Regions from separate parts of the Anser cygnoides genome. Here region 2 is linked to region 1. The links are chromatin contacts, called in public Hi-C maps. All regions are on one chromosome and are shown on one strand. Each heading gives the region's core, a stretch centred on a gene start, on an enhancer-like site or on the middle of the called end of the contact. The rest is flanking DNA. Distances are from core to core; before and after follow the strand shown.

The links. A called contact is a pair of places that touch in the nucleus more often than the background predicts.
Region 2: a contact with region 1 is called in a Hi-C map of liver, with 4 times the contacts expected there. The contact joins the promoter of DIO3 here to the enhancer-like site in region 1. A contact is called at or near these places in 2 of 7 Hi-C or Micro-C datasets (both in liver).

The regions. Positions count from the first base shown.
Region 1 is chr5:54,963,612-54,968,472 of Taihu_goose_T2T_genome, forward strand. All of the region lies in intron 3 of LOC106047813 (a long non-coding RNA gene), which reads right to left. Among named protein-coding and RNA genes, the nearest start is that of DIO3, 150 kb to the right of the region's middle. Within about 2 kb of position 2,985, at least 1 of the 3 cell types and tissues checked has open chromatin away from gene starts, as enhancers often do. A contact at or near this core is called in liver, where this site is marked.
Region 2 is chr5:55,112,184-55,117,141 of Taihu_goose_T2T_genome, forward strand. DIO3 (iodothyronine deiodinase 3) reads left to right here and starts at 3,063. Exons shown (of 1, transcript XM_013199473.3): 1 at 3,063-4,647. The coding sequence starts at 3,216. The coding sequence ends at 4,040.

The DNA of each region.
Region 1 (4,861 bases), core at 1,735-4,234:
TCAACACTTGAGTTAGCACTCAGATCACTCTCTTGCAGAACATGACAGGACGCTGTCACCTTGTCACCCAATGCAAACTAGAGAAAGAATTTCTGCTGAAAATTATCCTGCTAATTCCTGGTTAGTGTGGCCATGCTGTGTTTTAACTTTCAGATAACTTGCTCGTCTGTTGGCTCTAAAGTTGTACATCACTGCCCATTCACAGGAATGTTGCGCTTACTGCTTCATGTGGCAGTAGAGACTTTAGCCAGACTAAAAACACTACCATTGATTTGGGTGTTTTTTTCACCTATTTGTATTAATTCAAACAGGTTGGGGGACTAATGGATATTTTTCTAACTTGATCTGAAATTATGATAAAACCTTTATACTCAGAGCTACAAATCCTCACTACTTGGTAATGTGCAAGGTAACTTTTAAGCAAGCATTATAAAGTCTGTCCTTCCTTCTTTTCCCCTCTCTCTACTTCCTAGAATCCAACTAACATCCTCAAAAGAGCTTCCTCGGTTTGGTGTTTCATTATTTAACATGTATGTTATTTGCTCGTTCTAGGACCAAAGCACTTTTTTATGTAGCAACAGTGCAAAATGATAACTTGCAAAATTTGCAAATGGGCCATAAGTAATTATTGTTATTAACTGGCAAGAACTTTTTCTTCTTAAAATTCTCAAATTTGGAAGATCAACAACTCTAATTCTCATCATATTTCATAGAGGAGCTAGAAAATGAATGAGGAGGAAGGCAAAGCTTCCCTGCCTACTTTACAAGATGTCTTCTAAGATATTTTCAAAAAAAAAAAATCTACATTTACAGCAGAAGTACTCAAAATATGCAGCCACATGCTCCTTCTGGCATCTCCATTAAAAACAATATAATTACACCACTCAGTATAGTTTATAGGGTCATTTATGTTTGACCCAGTTTGTTATCAGAAGACATGTAGGTGTTTTGCATTCCACAGCATCTGAGTTACCTTGTACAAGACAGGGAGGTTGGAGTTAGATGATCTTTAAGGTCCCTTCCAACCCAAGCCACTCTATGATTCTATTATTCTAAGACACTACCTCAGAGCAGGCAATGGCTGATATGCTTCCCCCAGCCTCTCTGAACACATCATCTGCTTCCCAGTACATAGGCATGGGGAGCACACTTTGAGCTCACAGAGGTAGTTTAGAGGGGATGAAGCAAAAGTTAGGTTTGAGTTTGAACCACTAAGACCTGAAGCACTAAGATGATATAGTGGAGGAAGAGATCATTTGGCTGGCATGTATCTCACTCCCCTCTAGAGCAAGAACAGAAGACAGGGAAGTACAAATCTCAGGATCACAACTGAATGCATACTCTGGCACCAGAGTAACCAAGTACTTGGGGCACAATGCAAAGTAACACAAGAGCTCTAAAGGGAAGCATTTTGTTTTATGTAGAGGCTTCTCTAGATAATTCATTCAGTTGGTGGGCCAACACTCAGGTATCTTTTAATATAAACTCCTACTCATTGCAAGTTCCAAAGTTAACTCTTTGCCTGAGGTCTGATTTCTTGTTATTTCCCTAAAGGACAGTATGAAATAGAATAGAATAGAATAGAATAGAATAGAATAGAATAGAATAGAATAGAATAGAATAGAACAGAACAGAACAGAACAGAACAGAACAGAACAGAACAGGAATTGTTCAGTTGGAAATGATTTTCAAAGATCATATAGTCCTACCGCATGACCATTTGAGGGCTAACCAAAAGTCAAAGCATATTAATGAGGGCATTATCCAGATGCCTCTTGAACACTGAGAGCTATGGGGCATCAACCACCTCTCTAGGAAGCCTGTTCCAGTGTTTGACCATCCTCACAGTAAACGCATTTTTCTTAATGTCCAGTCTGAACCTCCCTGGTGCACCTTTGTGCCATTCCCACATGTCCTGTCTTTGGTTACCAGGGAAAAAAGATCAGCACCTCCCTCTCCACTTCCCTTCCTCAGGAAGTTGTAGAGATAAGTTTGTAGCTCACAGATTTAAAAAATGGTTTATAGCCATCCGAGTCAAGATTCTTTCCACATTTTTTTAAAAACAGACATGGCTTTTTCCAAATTCACAAGCTTCTGCAATAGTCTCTCTGATCCAAAGCTCTACTACTCTTGCAGTGCATTCTCCACTGTCCATCCCCCACCTCTCCCTGTTCCCTAAGGCCAAATTATACAAATGAATGTGTTGGGTTTTATGACATGGCCAGTGTTGAGAAATGTTAACAACAAAACCCAAAATCACATTGTTTGTCTTGCTTCAAATTCCCTTACAAACTTAAAACAGACTAAATTTTTCAAAACCTTCATTAAGATACAAATATCTCCCAAATAAATTCTAACATCTAATTAAGCAAAACCAAAGCAGTATATGATTTTGTACATAGAACTATGGATGTCATGACTTTAGAGTGATCATTTCACTTTTTATTTTATCTTTAATCCTGGAAGGATCTGGTTGAGCAGGTGGAAACAATAAAAGTTTTCATTTCAGCTAAACATACAGAAATTGTCAGTTGTCACAAATGAAGTCCTGGGACCCTGATTCACTTGGTCTTAATGTTCAAAGGAAAAGGAAGGTCCTGAACTCAGAAAGATTAAAAGCAAAGAAAATCCTAATCCAGCACCCTCCTGTGAAACTACAGGAGACCAAAGGACATATCATCTTGTCAATATTTACAGGGCTATGTGTGCCCATCTGACTTTGTTGTGCAAATCACTGATATAAATTCACAACCCCTAGCAGACAACTACATGATAAGAAGTGTTTGCACACGTACCTATATATATATATATATATATGCTCAATACATAAATACATAAATAAATAAATAATCAGGCTAGCAGATCTACCAGGGATTTGGGTATACAGTTTGACAGAAAACAAGCGGCATACACAAGTTATAACTGAACCTTGGCTTCTTCAGAGGCACAATGCTGCTGAATCGAGCACTTGTGCTGCCTACTGTAGCTCACTTATTACTATGTTTTTAAATGTGGTTTTCTTTAAAAGGTCATTTAACTTCCTGGAAGGACTTTCCATTCCAGCCCTTCAGTGAGGAGCTCCACTGAAATCCGCTTGATCTATACTTGCAAAACGTAGAGCAAAACCATACTTCAGTATTTAAATTAACAGGCACCTGCACGGAGAACCTGATCCTGCTTGCCTCATATATGCAAACAGTTTACTTAGTTACAATGAAACCAACTAACACAGCAGAGGCAAGAAGTTCTCACCTGAGAGGGATTAGTAGGAAATCACGGAGAGAGAAAAAAAAAAAAAAAGGTAAAAAAAGGTAAAAAAATAAAAACATTCATAATGCCCAAGATATGACAATATTGTATGAAAATGTCATTGGGACCATTAAGAGTAGCACCGAAAGACACTTGATATGATCTAATTCAAATTCAGATTACCATTGGCAGTCTGCTATACAAATTAGGAAAGAAGGCCATAGAAATTCTCTCTGACCTTAAATATAACTGAAATTCGTTAAGTGTTGTGCCCAGTTTTCTTTCATACAGTCTATATTAGCAGTGGAAAATACACTTCATGTTACCTCTATCACTCCTCAACAATTTGTGTCAATTCCTACCTGTCTACTTCATAGAAGCTGCCTCTTCCCTCCACTTCTCAGACTACACAAGTAAATAGGGTAAACAGTAGTGGGCCACAGGCAAGGTATCTTCCAGGTTGCAGGAGGACTGCCACAGGACTGTAGTGATGGACTTAATACTGAAGGAAATTTTAACAGCTAAGTTGCCCATATCATTCTGTATATATATAAATGATCAGTATTACTGTAATATTGCGTTCTGGAGTGACTGGTCACAGTTAGGGTAGCTCAACTAACAGCACTGCTGTTATGGTGAAGAGAAAAGATGTATCATTCTTACAGTATAAAGGTCATGACAGTTTGTTTTTTGTTGTTGTTGTTGTTTTCTGGCATTTTCCACATAAACAAATTTGACCCATGATATAAACACAGTAAGTCAATAATAAGTAATAACAATTCTTTATTAGTTCTTCACTGTGATGTTTTCCGGGATACTCCACTTAGCTATATTAGGGTAATTTCGTTGTTTTTCCAGTTCCAAAGCAGAACAATAATGACAGTAGCATCCAAAAAAGTTTCTTGTAATTGCCTAAATTGTATAACACCTTACCAGGATGTCAGGAAAATGGCCAAAGAATTTCACATTATAAAACTGGGCATATCATCTGATATAGCAAGTTTGAGCACATTTTCAGGCTATCCAGAGTTTACAAGCTTTCCCAATTCTAGTTTAGCCAAAAGTCTTTCATGGGCCATCTGGTTCTAATGATACAAAACTAGAATATTTGGTGTCCTTTTCACTATGCTACATTAAATTACAGCTTAAAACATCAGTAAAGCAAAATCCATTCTTTTTATATTATGTTTTTTAAATTAAATGTTAAGTATTTTGGCTTAGCAAATGTGTTTATTTTTGTAAAACTGTACAGCATATACTATACGTTACAGTCAGCAGAATCCTTAGTTCAGTTACTCTTGCATGTTCCTTGGTCCACAGCCCACTGAGGCAAAGGGAAGTGTTTCCATTGACATAAATGGGCTCTAAATGAGGCTCCTACTGTGAGTAACACCAGATCCTTACTCATCCTAAAACATGTATGAGGTTTCAGTACCTCTCCCAAGAGAAAAGGTTCAAATTATGCTTACAGTAGCTCTTCCTAAATTAAGTATTCCATGCACACTTGGTAACCCAACTGAAATTCAGTGAAATCAAAATATTAAGGATGTGATATGAGGTTTTATACTCGAAAGGCATTGTGAATTATATAGTCTATATCAGTATGCACTGT
Region 2 (4,958 bases), core at 1,813-4,312, 150 kb after region 1:
TGATAGGGATTCCTAGAAAGACCCATTACCTTCAGGTACCTAAAAATAGCCCAGCATCCCAGAGGCAGGTACTGCCCTTGCGTAGTACATGGAGGGCTTATTGGGGCATGATTTTGAAAAATATCCAGCACAATACAGACATGCGAATGGCAGTGACACATCACTTCAAACCTCCCTAAAACCAAAGACAGAATTTCACCCTTTCCCACGGAGTTTTGTGTGCTGTACTTAGACTGAATGCAGCAGTGCATGACTTGCAGAGCCATGCAGAGCCACTGCTTCTTTAGGAAACAGCAGCCTCAGGTTATACTTGAATTTTCCTGTGGTAGGGAAGGGTAGCAGTGGGCCATTGCAGCAAAGTGCTTCAGTTCCCTGCTCTATCCGCAGCTGAATAGGAAACCCCAATTCAAATGTTTCCTTCTATAAGTTATAGAAGGAATATATAGAGTTATATAGAAGTTTCCTTCTTCTAAGCTATAAAAATAAAACATAGTTGATTCCAGGGATTAGAGAAAAACGCATTTCCAAAGTCCCTATTCAGCTACAAATACGCTATTTAAGACCAAATACTTTTTTTTTTTTTTTACCTTGGAATATCTCTCACTGATCTGGTAGAGCAAAGTTTGTTGATATTCAGGGTTGCAAAGCCATCTGTTTACTCAGGCTTTTGTCTGTCAGCATAGTTTGAAGAGGTCGCTTTTAGAGATCAATTTTTTTTCCTGGGGGTTTCTTCAGAGCTACCACAATTTGTTATTGCGTCTGTTTAGAGGCTTTAATTTGTGGTTTTCAGGATTGCATAACTGCACAGAGAGGTGGTGAGAGGCCCACATGAAGAGTTCAAAATAAGTTTGACAATATAGTAAATATCTACTCAGTAATTTTCCCTGGACTGAGCACCACAGAATGCCAAAAAAGTTATTAGTCAGGCTAGTGTATGAACGTGTCATTATGAGGACCGGAGCATATATTTCCATTCAGATACTACAACACTGAATTCACTCCACTCGCTGTTGACACCAGCTGAAGACGATCCATGGGGGGCTGCAACCCAAGCGCCCACTTAGGTTGTTCTAAAAGAGTCTGTTTCAAACCAGATATAGAAAAAAAATAAAATGAGATTTTAATTGTGCCTTTTATTTGGAGTTCTCATAATAAGTTACATAAAAAATGAAGTAAGCCGCCTGGACTCCCAGGAGGAAGAGGCTCAGCTTTGGTTTTTCCATGTTGCAGATGTCAGATGGGAGGCACAGAGACGTGCACAGCCACGTTTGGAGAAGCGCTCGCTGCACCCAGGGCAGGTTTCAGGTTCTGTGGGTCACTAGGAATCTGTAGCCAGATACCCGGCATTGACCACATGCAGAAACAGGGCTCTGATATGCACATTGTGTGCTTGGGTTGTGCATCCCCAGGGTCCGGGTGGCAGGCACCTGTGTGCATGCTGCTACAGCAGCACCTGAAGGCCTGAGTCATGCCTGCATAGCAGAGGGCAGCACTGGGTGTTCTGGGCAACCCTAACACCCCTTTCTGAAGAAGCTGGTGAGGAAATGATGTTCACACCACAAGCTGGGAACCCTGCATCAATGGAGTGGCAAGGCTGTGAGCAGAGCCATCGGTTTTTGCCTAGTATTGTGTCTAGACACCAAACTAGATTTAAGCCGCATACCTCTGGTACAGGTCTCCATCTAGCCCAGCAAGAAGGAATTTATGGGCTATAAATTCCTCCTGCCTGGGTAAAGACTGGAGGCAGCTAGTCTGTGCTCGCCTCTGTGTACTGCAAGCATTTCACCACAGGTAACACAGCCCCCAACCCTAAAACTGGTGTTCGCACATCTGCTCTGTGGACGGGACACACGGGTCCACCCGACATTGCCCACGACATGCCTCTTCACCCCGCTGCTTGAGGACTTCGCTAGGCCCGCTGATGCAAGGGGCTGGGATTTCTACTTCGCAGGACAACACAACACAATACTGCTGCTTCCTCCTGAGTTGCTGCGAGGGGGCTTCGAGGCTTCCATCTCACCTGGGTGCAGTGGGCGACGTAGTGGGGGCCGCGGCCGGCTGTCCCCACTGCCGACGGGATGGGTTCCAGGGGACAAGCCCAGAGGACGGGACGGGACGGGACGGGACGGGACGGGACGGGACGGCAGCCCCGGGAACGCTACGCCGGCCCCATCCAAGCCGCCGTCGAGCTCTCCCGACGGCCTCCTGCGGCACGGCCCGGCCCCGCCTTCACACCCGGCCGGCCCCGCCAGGCAGCGGACACCCGGGGGCCGGGGGGGTGGCAGGGTCCGGCGGCTCCCCCCCTCCGCCGCCACCACCACCGGCACGGCCGCCGCCGCTTCTCGGGCAACAGCTCCCCTTAGCGGCCGCAGCGCCGCCCGCCGCCCGCCCCTCCTCCGCCGCGGGCCAGCGCCCGCCGGCCGGAGCCCACCTGGCACCCCCTGAGCCCCGCCGCGGGGCCGGGGCAGCGCCCGCCGCCCGCCCCGTCCCGTCCCGTCCCGTGCGCCCCGTGCGCCCCGTCCGTCCCGTCCTGTCCCGTCTCCTCCCGTCCCGTCCCGCCCCGCCGCGGGAGGATGCGGGCGAGACCGCGGGTTCGAGCTCCGGTGTCCCCGGTGCCCGGTTGTGGCCGTGCCCGCTTGTGGCTGTGCCCGGTTACGACCGTGCCCGGGCCGCGGGCTGAGGAGCGGGGAGGGACGCGGCGCGGAGCGGGCTGCCCGTCCCTGACACCTGCGGGCGCCGCCGGGACGGCGCTGCCCCGGCCCCGCTCCTGCGCGGCCCCGACCCCGCTGTCGGGGCGGGGGAGTGGGGGGGGGGCCGGGCTGCGCCTGTTGCATTGTCCCTGGCGGGGCTGGCAGCGAGCGGCCGCCGCTATCTGCGGCCGGGGACCCCGGCCGTGCCCTATCGCGGACTCTCTGCTGGGGCCTGATAGCGGCTGCTCCCTGCTCGGCTGCACGTCCCCTCGCAGCTCCCGCCGGGGCTCTCTCCCCCTTTGTCTGTGTATTTTTAGGTCATTAGAGTGGAGGGGTAGGTAATCCCCAGGCTCAAGTTCCAGAGGGGCGGGTTCTGGCCGGAGGTGGAGTCACTTTTCATTTAAATCCCTGACTATAAAATGGGCTTAAAGAGAAGCGGGATCTCAGCCGTGCCGCGCAGACCCCGGCAAGCAGGGTACGTGGGGGCCCCCGGGCAGCCGGCGCCCCGCAGCACCAGCCGCGACGATGCTCCACTCCCTCGGCGTTCACACCTTGCAGCTGCTCACCCAGGCGGCCGCCTGCATCCTCCTCTTCCCCCGCTTCCTGCTCACCGCCGTGATGCTCTGGCTCCTAGATTTTCTGTGCATTAGGAAGAAGATGCTACTGATGCCCACGGCGGAGGAGGTGGCCAGAGCCAGCGAGGGGCCGCCCCCCGACGACCCCCCGGTCTGCGTGTCCGACTCCAACCGCATGTTCACGCTGGAGTCGCTGAAAGCCGTGTGGCACGGGCAGAAGCTGGACTTCTTCAAGTCGGCGCACGTGGGCTCCTTGGCCCCCAACCCCGAGGTGATCCAGCTGGACGGGCAGAAGAGGCTCCGCATCCTGGACTTCGCCCGCGGCAAGAGACCCCTCATCCTCAACTTCGGCAGCTGCACCTGACCCCCGTTCATGGCCCGCCTCCGGTCCTTCCAGCGCCTGGCCGCGCACTTCGTGGACATTGCCGACTTCCTGCTGGTGTACATCGAAGAAGCACACCCCTCCGACGGCTGGGTCAGCTCGGACGCAGCCTACAACATCCCCAAGCACCAGTGCCTCCAGGACAGGCTGCGGGCAGCTCAGCTGATGAGGGAAGGGGCGCCCGATTGCCCCCTGGCCGTGGACACCATGGACAATGCTTCCAGCGCCGCCTACGGTGCCTACTTCGAGAGGCTCTACGTCATCCAGGAGGAGAAGGTGATGTACCAGGGAGGCAGAGGACCAGAGGGCTACAAGATCTCGGAGCTCAGAAGCTGGCTAGACCAATACAAAACCCGGCTCCAGAGCCCCAGCACGGTGGTCATCCAAGTGTAAAAAGGACCTGGCAAAAGGCGCAGGGGCGGAGAGGGGAGGGGAGGGCGGGAGGAGAGGTGGCGAGGGAGAAGGCACCGCGACGCGGATGGCAGGAGCCCTCCTCCCCGGGGACACTCGAAGGAGGCTGCCGTGCGAGCTTTCGAGCAAGATGTGCCATAGTCCTTTCTCTATTCAAATCATGTTGATTTGCCAGCCACGCTCTGTCGATACTGTATTCCCATGTGCGTTTTGTAAATAACTCTTCTTTTTTTTTTTTTTTTCTTTTATTTGGAGAAGCGTTTACTAATTTTTAAGGAGGCTCTCTTCCTTCGGGATCTGTTCCCAGCTGCGTGTGTGCGCGGGTGTGTGTCTGAAAAGTTGTGTACAAGTGCTCCGTGCTGCCTAGCAAGTGCTAACTGGGATTTCTAGTATTTCTTTGTGATGACCGATTTTGAAATGGGTTTCTCTAATGCCAGGAAATCGCGTCTGATGTTGTCAAGTACTAGAACTGCCAATAGCCAGAGCTGAACGGAATGTCCTATTTATGGGGGGGTTTTGTAAGACGTTCGTTCACCTTTTTTTTTATGAATTTTTTTAAATAATAAAGGTTGAGTAAATACACGTCTAACCTTGCCCGTCTCTCTATCTCGCTCCAGAGCGCCACATTCACTTTCCCTTTTGCCTACCTTGTAGCGTCCTCTTCGCGGCCGAGGAGGGGAACGCGAAGCGGCCGGAGGGAGAGGATGCGCAGCTGGGGGCGGCGAGCAGGGCTGCGGCAGGACCCGGAGAAGAAGGGGGGCACTGAGGGTCCCCAGGGGAAAAACACACCTCCGGGGCTCCCGCGGGAGGGGGAACGGCGCTGGCCCTAAAACCCACACCCGAGGGACTGCGCGCTCCTTCATTCACCCCGCCGAGCCGCCCCCCGGGGCTGCGCCCGGC